2 separate regions of the Cricetulus griseus genome follow, and region 2 is linked to region 1. Evidence: chromatin contacts called from public Hi-C data. All regions are on one chromosome and are shown on one strand. The core of a region is the stretch at or near the end of the contact, and the rest is flanking DNA. Distances in the headings are between cores, read along the strand shown. Region 1 holds the start of Qki (protein quaking). Region 2 has its middle 390 kb from the start of Qki.

Region 1 (4,584 bases), core at 823-3,322:
AATAATGACATAATTGAAATTCCTCCAGCTGACTTATGCCAACCTCAAACTAAGGTGGTTATATCTGATCAGTCTGAAAGACTACATGAGCAGCCTTTTACAACTAATCGAGGAAACTCCTATAGTATTTCCAAACTTTTTATGATCTCAATATGTCACTTGAGTATACGGAGAACTTTAAGAATGCATATTAATCCATTTTAAATGCTGTCTAGGCGTGTAAGAGATTCCCCATACACTGTACTTTTAAAAAACTATAATTTTCATCATAAATTTCACAGTAATACCATGAAAACAACACACCAAGTGAAAAAATAACAGTAAATTAGGTGTTGTCTCTGAAATCACATTTGTGGATAAATAATGACAGGTGAAGTCACCTAAAATTTAAATTTCTACTGAACTTAATATAGGTCAGATTTTTAAGCATGCTAGACATTTTGTTCCAAACATTCCAAGGTTAAAAAAAAATAGCTGGCGCCCCTTAGCGCTCACATTTGGAAATACTCAATTGAAGAGTTCCAGCACACACACACCCTCCTTTTTTTTTTTTTTTTTTTTTTTTTTTTTTGACATTCCAGAAAGTTTTCTGCCTCCACAATCTTTCAAATGCCAACACAAATAGGCAAAACCCCTTAAAGGGGCAGCACAACTTTCCTCCGAGGCGTCTGAGACTAACAGACACGCGGACCCAAAAGTAGGAAATGTCCCTTTCGACTTGTTACTGTTGTATGCATGTTCAGGCGTCATAACTGAGCGCTTTCTGCCTCAAGTCCTGCCTATGGCTCCCCACCCAAAAGAAGCTCGCTCTTAGCTCGGAGGTATTCAAAGTCTTTTGTTCTTCCCTGATATGCCTGCTCCTTGAGCATAAATTTTGATTTCTCTAGCTGTATTTGAAAATATTTCGAGATTCTTCTCAAGATGCTAAAATCCACTGTTCATCCGCACATCAGCACAGTTTTCCGCTTCCTTCAGACAGCCCCCCGCCTGGAGACTTTTAAAAACAAAAGGGAAACTCCCCGCTACACGGTTTTCAAAGCGGACTTGTTGGTCCTCCTGCCCCACAGGCCGCCCCGGGAATCCGCGGAAACCCACGGCTCCTGGGAACTAACACTCCAGGTCGCTGCTGAGAGAAGTTCTTAGAGGACTGCCAGAGCTGACCAGCATGCATCTTCTAGCCACTCTTCGCTCCCTGCAGCGCTCCCAACTCGGCTTCTGCAAACTTGCGCTCTATTTTATTCCCGTCCTTTCAAACTTCCAGCTCCCCGCCCCAGGGACGCGGGCGGCTACGCCTGGAGCTAACCCTCCGCCCCAGTGAGTTCTTCCGAACTCGGATTCCGTTCAGGTCTGTCATCGCGGTATTTCATACTCCTCCCCCCGCCACCCAAAAAAAAAAAAAAAAAGTGAAGTTAAACTCCCAAACAGTTCTCGCTTCCCTAAACAAAGGACAAAAAAAGTGCTGTGCTCTGTGTCAGCTCGTGCTCGCCTTCGGCCACATAAGCACTACTTTTCGGTACCCTACGTAATCTGTGGACACCCGAAGAGTCCACTCCTGTACCGCGGGCCACACAACTCCACTGAGACGGGCACCCCCAGCCGGGGCCCCGCGGGCGAGGCGAGGCAGAGCTCGCGTGGCCCGGCCAGATCGGTCGGGATGGCGGGGTGTCTATCTGCCGCGCCGTCGGGAGCTGGCCGCAGCCCCGCCGCCCCGCCGCCCTGCCGCCCGCGAGCTCCGGGTCCGCCCTCGGGCCTGCCCCGGCCCTGGCCCCGACCCGCCGCGAGCCGCCCGCGCCGCCTTTGTGCGCCCGCCCGCCTGACCTTCCCGCCGCCCCGCCATCCCGGGCCGCCGCGCCCGCCCGCTCGCCCGCGGGGGTCGAGAGGCTCACCTTCGTCCAGCAGCCGCTCGAGGTGGTTGAAGATCCCGCAGAAGTTGGGCAGGCTGCTCATGAGCTTCTTGTCGTTCATCAGCTGCATCAAGTAATCTGGGGTGGGCTTCGGCTTCTCCTTCGTTTCCATTTCCCCGACCATATTCCAGGCTCCGCAGCTCACTCCGCCCGCGCCGCCGCCGCCGCGCGCCGCCGGAGGAGGAGAGAGGAGGAGGAGAGGAGGGAGGGGCGGGGCGAGCTCCGGCCGCCGGCCGCTCGGACGCGGCGTCCCGCTCCGCGCCGACTCCGCTCCGGCTCCCGCGCCGAGCCCCGGGGCGGCCGGCTCCGCGCGCCCGCCCGCCCCCCCGCAGGCACTTTCGCCCGGCCCGACGCGCCGCGGCCGCCGCTCCTCGGCCGCCCGGCGCGGCTCCCCTCGCGAGGCCGGCGGCGGAGGCGGGTCTCGGGGCCGAGCGCGGCGCGGGGCCGCTGCGCCGCGAGGAGTCGAGGGGCCGCTCGTCGGCCGGTCGCGCCGCCTGCGCCGAAGCTCGCGAGTCTGCGGTGCTGTCCGCCGCGGCGCCCCCGCGTTGCCGCCGCCGCCGCCGCCGCTCCGACTGCCGCTCCTCCTCTTCCTCCGCGGCTCTCCTCCTCCTCACTCACTTGGCGGCGGAGTTCGCCTCAGTTCAGGCGGCGCTGCCGGCGGCGGCGGGGGGAGGGGCGCGGGCAGGGCCGGGGGCGGGCGGCGGGCCGGGCGCGCAGGGCGGCCGTTACGGGGCTAGGCGCGCTCCCGCCCCCCGCCGCCGCCGGCGCCCCTGCCCCTGGCCGCTCGGGCGGGACGGACGGACGGCCGGCTGGTGGCCGAGGGCCGGGCCGCGGCTGAGGGGGACGCGCGCCGGCTGCGGCGGCCTGCGCGGGGCCGGGGTCGCGGCTGAGGGGACGCGGGCGGCGGCGCTGGCTCGTCGGCGCGCTGTTGCTGAGGCGGCGGGCGCGGTCGGGCGCGTCGGCTGAGAGGAATTCCGGCGGGACTATGCGCGGGCGCTGCGCTCGCCGCCGCCCTGGCCTCGCCTCTCGGCGCGTTACTATAGTTTGAGGGGATTTTTTTCTCTCTCTTTTTTTTTTTAAAACCTCTTCGTCCACCTTCCTCGCCACCCCTCAGGAAAAGAAAAAAAGGAGAATTTTTTTTTTTTTTAACGTCCTGTTGCTTCACTGGGGGCACTCTCGGGTGGGCATCACGTGGCCCGACACGTAGCCGTGAGGCCGAGGGCGCGTGCGCGCGTCGAGGGCTGTGGCCACGCCCCTTCCGAGGGTCGCCCCGCCCTATCGGCCGGAGAGCGCGCCTGCGTGGGGGGCGAGGGGGGGCAGCGGCGGTGGCCTCTGGACCGAGAAGCGGGCCGGAACCGTTCTGGCGCGGCGCCCACCCGGCGGGGCGGGCGGGGTGGGGGACCCGGCCGTCGGACCAGGCGCAGACGAGTCCGCATCCCGCTCGTGATGCCGGTGGGCGGCCGGCTGAGCTGGCGCGCGTGGGCGACCGCGCCGCAGCATCGCCCGCTGCGGGGCTCCCGTGAGGTGTCCCCGGGAGCCATACCCCACGCGTGACGGGCCTCGCGGCACCCGAACCGTAGGCGGAGACGGGACACGCGTGCGCACCCACGGGCAGGCGGGCGGCATGACGCGTGGTCCCGTTCTCCTCACGGCACGGCTGCGGTCGGAGAGGAGAGGAACCGAGCAGGGACCCAGCCTCCTCGGCTGCCGAGCCGCCCGCACGCAGAAGAAGGGAGCCTGTGTGTGAGGAGCTCACGTTCGGGTGGGATGGGGGGTGTGGAAAGAAAGAGTCAACATCTATTTCTGCGTACTGGGGGAGAAAGTAAAAAAAGCAAAAGCAGTGCGCCAGAAAAGGGCTTTCCGTGCACTGTGACGGAGTTCTGCCGTTTACATTTGTTTAGGAAACAATTTTCCGAACTGCAGCAGTGAAGTGCTGTGATTTATAGAAGCTGTCAGTCATTAAATCTGCATCATCCATGTTTTGTTGCAAGATCTTTATAACCGGGCTCCATGAAAATGCCGGCAAGGTTATCAGATCTGCCGTTTTGAGAGTTGTCCCTGGCTATGTATGATTTTCTGTGCATCATGTCAATGTATTTTAAATGTGAACGTAAGTAGGGTGGTTGTTGGTTTGTTTTGTTTTAACTTTGCTTTCCACAAATTCTAAAGAACATTGCTGAGATTATGTGGTACCAAATATCTTTAAAGCAATTTTAAATACCCATGGCCAGTAGCTTCTGGCGGTTTCATTAAAAGACCACAGTTTGAGGTTTTTTTGTTTGTTTGTTTGTTTTTAATTTACTTTGATAGAGCAAATGAAGTTGCCTTGATAGAAAAAGTTAAAAGCACATAAGTCAAATAATTGAATTTTCCAACGATAGCTATAATTCTAAGTACTATAGAATATTCAACATAATAATCTCTTTAAGCAAATTATGTAAAGGCATGAAGTAGCAATTTGATCAAAAAGCTGTTTCTGTGTTTTCCAAATGTTCATTCAGAACCAAGAAAAATGAGAAGTTTGTCTCTTGGATATTATTAAAAATATTTTGATGCTGAATTATTCATGGGCTCTGCTTGTGAAAGATGAAGTCCCCCTTCTGAATTGGCATGCCTACTTCCTGGGCCCTGGGCAAACTGCTGTACCTCTGTAGTTCAGTCAATCAGAGCAGTCCTGTGT
Region 2 (4,584 bases), core at 778-3,277, 390 kb before region 1:
GAAGCCAGCCCAGGCTAGCATTGGTATTCAAATTAGGCTGCCAATCTCTGTGGGCACCTCTCTGTGTAGACTGTCCATCCATGACTTGAGAAATGACAGTACCGGATCTCTGATGCAGAGTGGTCCAGCCAGACTTCAGGCTGCCCAGAATCCATGCCCTGGGATTGTTCACAGTGTGCCTTGAGGTTGGGTGGGGAGGAGGGCTGTTTTCTCTCCCCCGGTCCTCCGTTTTATTAAAACAAGAATAGCAAGAAGACAATGAAGCTCCAACAGAGATTTTTAAAAAGAAGAGGAAGGGGGCTGTGCAGAGTCAAGCTTGTCATCCAGCATTGAGCACTGGTTTCTATGGGAACAAGATGGGCTTTGTGCAGGAACTTCCCATTCCCCCGCCCTCGGCGGGACTAGTTCCAGCATCCCAGCATTGTATTTGTGTGGTCAACTTTTTCTTCTGTCTCATTCACTCCCTCTGCCCCTGACTATCCCCAGCAACAACACCCATCACCACAGACACAAAAAGAAAAGAGAACTCACAGCCTCTGGGCCGAATTAAGTCACCATACAAAGGTATCCAGGCAACTGGCAGCCAGCAGACTGCCCAGGAGAGTCACGCCCATTGCTCTGTTCTCCCTCTTGCCTCATTTCTTATTCGCTCCCACAAGCCACCCAGAATGTCAGTTCCCTAACTCTTTTTATGCCTAACACACACCATACTCAGCTTTAAATTACGTCCTCAAGTACACAAAACTTAGGGACACACTGGATATTGTTACTTAGAAGTAACAATAAATGACAAATGGTTAGCGTGGATTCAAACTCTTTAAAGTTTAGATCTTTAAAATGCTGACGCCCACGTGCATACACATGAGCACGTGGGAGATGGAAGGTTCCAGAAGTCTTTCCTGTCCCTTTGATGAATCAGGGAGCTCAGTGTTCAAAGGGAGGGGTGCAGGGGGAGTACGAGGGGGGTCAAGCAAGCTTCGAAGTTCGATTTCTCTGTTTGACAATGTACCTTTGATTTGGCACTTAAAAAAATAATTTATTTTGACTTTTAAATTCTAAAACAGAAGTATTTGTGAATCTGTTACTCAGAAGCTGCCATGAAAAACATTTCAGTGCATTAATCCTCATTGTCACGACAAAGTGTTGGGACTTTATTTTATGAAAGAAAATTAATATTTCTGAATCTGTGCATAAATCACAGCTCAAATATTGAGGGCTATAGATTTCTCAAATTTCAACAATGCCTTTCTCTTAAAGCTTAATAAATGGTTAACCCCAGCCAAGCCCTGTGATGTTCATGGGCAATCTTCCAAATCTAAAGACATTTTGCAATTTTATATGTATTTACTTAGGAGATCTACAATTCATTTTCCTATACAGAATTTAAAAATGTCAATTTTTGTCATTTAAATTCAAAGTTGCCTTTTCTTTTAAAAAAAAAAAGTTTAACCCACTTATGTGTCACTAAGTTGGAATCTTAGCTTTAAAAGGCATCTTGGGACATACGCCATGAAAGGTGTTATTAGAGATTGACAGCCATTTGCAGCATTGGTAAGTCAGAAAGATGGTTTGTTCCTAAAAGCCAATAAAGTATCTTCCAATCTGTCTTTTCCTCAGCCATTTATTCGTGACTGTCAAGCCACATGGAGGCAGAGTTGTTGGGCGTGGCCAGACTCTGTGGACCTTTTCAGTTCTATCTTCTTCCACAGAATCAGCTGGGATCATTTAGAGCATCAGACCTCAAAATCAGAATGACAACTCTGCTCATATTGTCACTTCCTCTGTGACCAGTTAATAATCTGCTCCCCTCCCTCCACCTCCCTCCCCTTCCCCTTTCGTTCCCCTCTGCACCAACTTCCCCACACTTTGTTGTCACAGCCTAATGTCTTCACTGTGAGTGTTGCTCGTCCCAACTCTGACTGAACAGCAATGGCTACAATAAGGTAACTGTCGCTTCCCTATACAGGGCACAGACATAGAGTACAAACCAGAACCACCATGACGCCAACTAGTCAGAGATGGGAGAGAGGGAAGAGAAACACTTCCCATACGGTCAGCATGTGGCAAGGGCCCAGTGCCTCAGGAAGCAGTCTTGCGTATGATATTATTTTTGATCCTGCTTGAGACTTGCAAAAATTCAGTTTAGAAATCCACCCCCCCCCATTATACATGTGAGCCAGGGGCTCTGTTAGCACAAAGGCTGCTTGTCTTTTCCAGGTAAATATAAAACATACTGTTGGTCATGAGTATGATACAGACAGCCCCAGAAGCAGCCTAGAGCTCCTGACAGTGGATCCTACCTCTTGGAGGAGCCTGAGAACATGGGAATCCAGTGCAACAGCCAGTGTTGACAGCTATTCCAGACCCTTAGAGGGTTCCAGATAACTTAGAATGCAAGCCCGTTGGCACACCTGAAAGAATGGTCTAGATTTGGTTAGCCTATGGCCATGTCTATGAGGGATGATTCTGGTTAGGCTAAATGAGGTGGGGAGACCCACCCTAAAATGGGCAGCATTGTTCTTGGGGCTTGGATCCCGAACTGTGTAAAAAAGCAGCAGCCACCGAGTGCTGGCACTCAGCTTTCTCTACTTCCTGAATGTGCTACAGTGTGACCAGCTGTATCAGGCTGCTGCTGAACTCAGCCCTTGAACTATGATCCCAAATAAACTCTTCCCTGAAGTTGCTTCTGCCAGGGACACAGAACACACAGCAACAAGAAAAGAAAGTCACATAGCTGCTGTGTCTATGAAGGCACCTTCTTCAGGTTCACGTTAGTCAGATTTGCCGGGAAACCTTCTAAGACAACTCAGGAGAATGGTTCCCTGTGGTTCCTAGTTTTGGAAGCTTCCGTTCATGCCCTGTTGTTTCTGGACCTGCCCATGGTAAGACAGAAGAGCAACAAGGTAGAAGGAACTGACATAGGAAAGCTACTCACCTCATAGTGGCCTGGAAGCCAAAGGAAAGGTGTCAAGGGATGAGGGATAAGCTACATCCTTGAAAAATGTGTCCCATTTCCCACAACCAGGCCGTCCCTCCAATAGACATCCAGCTGTAAACTCCCCAGCAGATTAACACACTAAAGACATTAGCACCTTCATGAGCCAACTGTCTCTCAGCAGTGCCACCAGCTTGGGACTAAGCCTTGAATACATGAGTTTTTGAGAGAGACACCTCATATGAAACATTGACAAGGACCCAGCTTCAGCATCACCCCCTCTCATTATGGTCATGGGTACTACCTTCCATCACGGCACACATCTCTGTTAGCCTCTGAGCACTGCTTTGCACAATTAAAGGTGGTGTAGCCATGTCCTAGTTTTGTTGTCTGTTGATGTAAAGAAATAAAAGTAAGTAAATAAATCCATTGTCTAAAGCAACTTGGGGGAGGATTGGGGAGAAAAGGGTCTATTTCATCTCACAAGTTACAGTCCACCATCAGGAGAAGCCAAGGCAAGAAGAGGCTCAAGCAGGAACCTTAAGGCAGGAACTACAGCAGAAACCACAGAGGAGAGCTGCTTCCTAAGCTCTTCAAGCCAGTGAGAAAAGACAGTGCCAAATTTCTATTATCCATGTGCCCCTCATGGCAGTGGCTACATTAGTACATCTCCAGAGAAAGTCCTCTTAGTCTCAGCACCATGTCTCATCTGCAGTGAGAATCTATGGCTATGGATTTTGTCAGGGAAGCAATCCATTTTCAACCTCAGTGCTAAGTACTCAGCCATAGCCCATAGCATGTCTGGGTTTTCAGCTGGATGATGAAGACAAATTTTCAGAGCAATTACAGGTCAGAAGGTAAGTTTCAAAGGCTAAAAACAATGTCAGCAGCTGTATCTTCAGATCTCTAAGTCTGGTTTTGCTAACAGTATAAGTGACTGTCCAAGGAAAAAACAGATATCCCACACAGAAACCCCGACCACTGCCGTCTCACTGTGATTGTTCCATGTACATATTTTTCCACAAAATGTTCCATTAGTGAAAATCAGGCATTATTTTTATTAGCTCCTGAAAAATCTGTTACTGCCTGAGCATGCACAGTGTACACACACACACACACACACACACACACACACACACACACAGAGAGAGAGACGAGAGAGAGAGAGAGGAGGAGAGAGAGAGAGAGAGAGGGAGGGAGGGAGGGAGGGAGAGGGGTTAAACACCTGGCAGATAACGATCCTGCATGGGTATCTGTCAGCCTTGGCAGATTAGATGGGGAAGGTTGATCCATGCATGATGTGTTCAACTCAAGATCTGGCCTCTCAGACTTACATGTTTAGTCCATTTTTGTCAGTTTTGTGTGCTTAATCAACCTCTTGATTATCTTTTGTTTGTCAATCTATTTGTTTGTTTTTTATCTGCAGAGTAGGCTGTAGTTCTACAAACCCTAGATGACATCTGAATATCTTGGGGGACATTCAGGGACATGCCTTTAACTCTAGGCCCCACTCAGACCTATTGAATCAGAATGCCTAGAAAAAGAGGCCAGTAACAGGGCCAGACATAAACCAACGATGCAGGTAACTGATCTAATAGGTCTCTGAGCTAAGGTTCCATCTGGGTCAAATCCAAGTTTGAATTCCATCC

What was found. A called contact is a pair of places that touch in the nucleus more often than the background predicts.
Region 2: a Hi-C map of liver shows a contact between it and region 1, with 3 times the contacts expected there. The contact joins the enhancer-like site here to the promoter of Qki in region 1. A contact is called at or near these places in 2 of 8 Hi-C or Micro-C datasets (the CHO-K1 cell line and liver).

What each region holds. Positions count from the first base shown.
Region 1 is chr2:290,488,182-290,492,765 of CriGri-PICRH-1.0, reverse strand. It overlaps Qki (protein quaking), which reads right to left and starts at 2,072. Exons shown (of 8, transcript XR_003482378.2): 1 at 1,887-2,072.
Region 2 is chr2:290,877,529-290,882,112 of CriGri-PICRH-1.0, reverse strand. No RefSeq gene overlaps it. Among named protein-coding and RNA genes, the nearest start is that of Qki, 390 kb to the right of the region's middle. Within about 2 kb of position 2,027, at least 1 of the 6 cell types and tissues checked has open chromatin away from gene starts, as enhancers often do.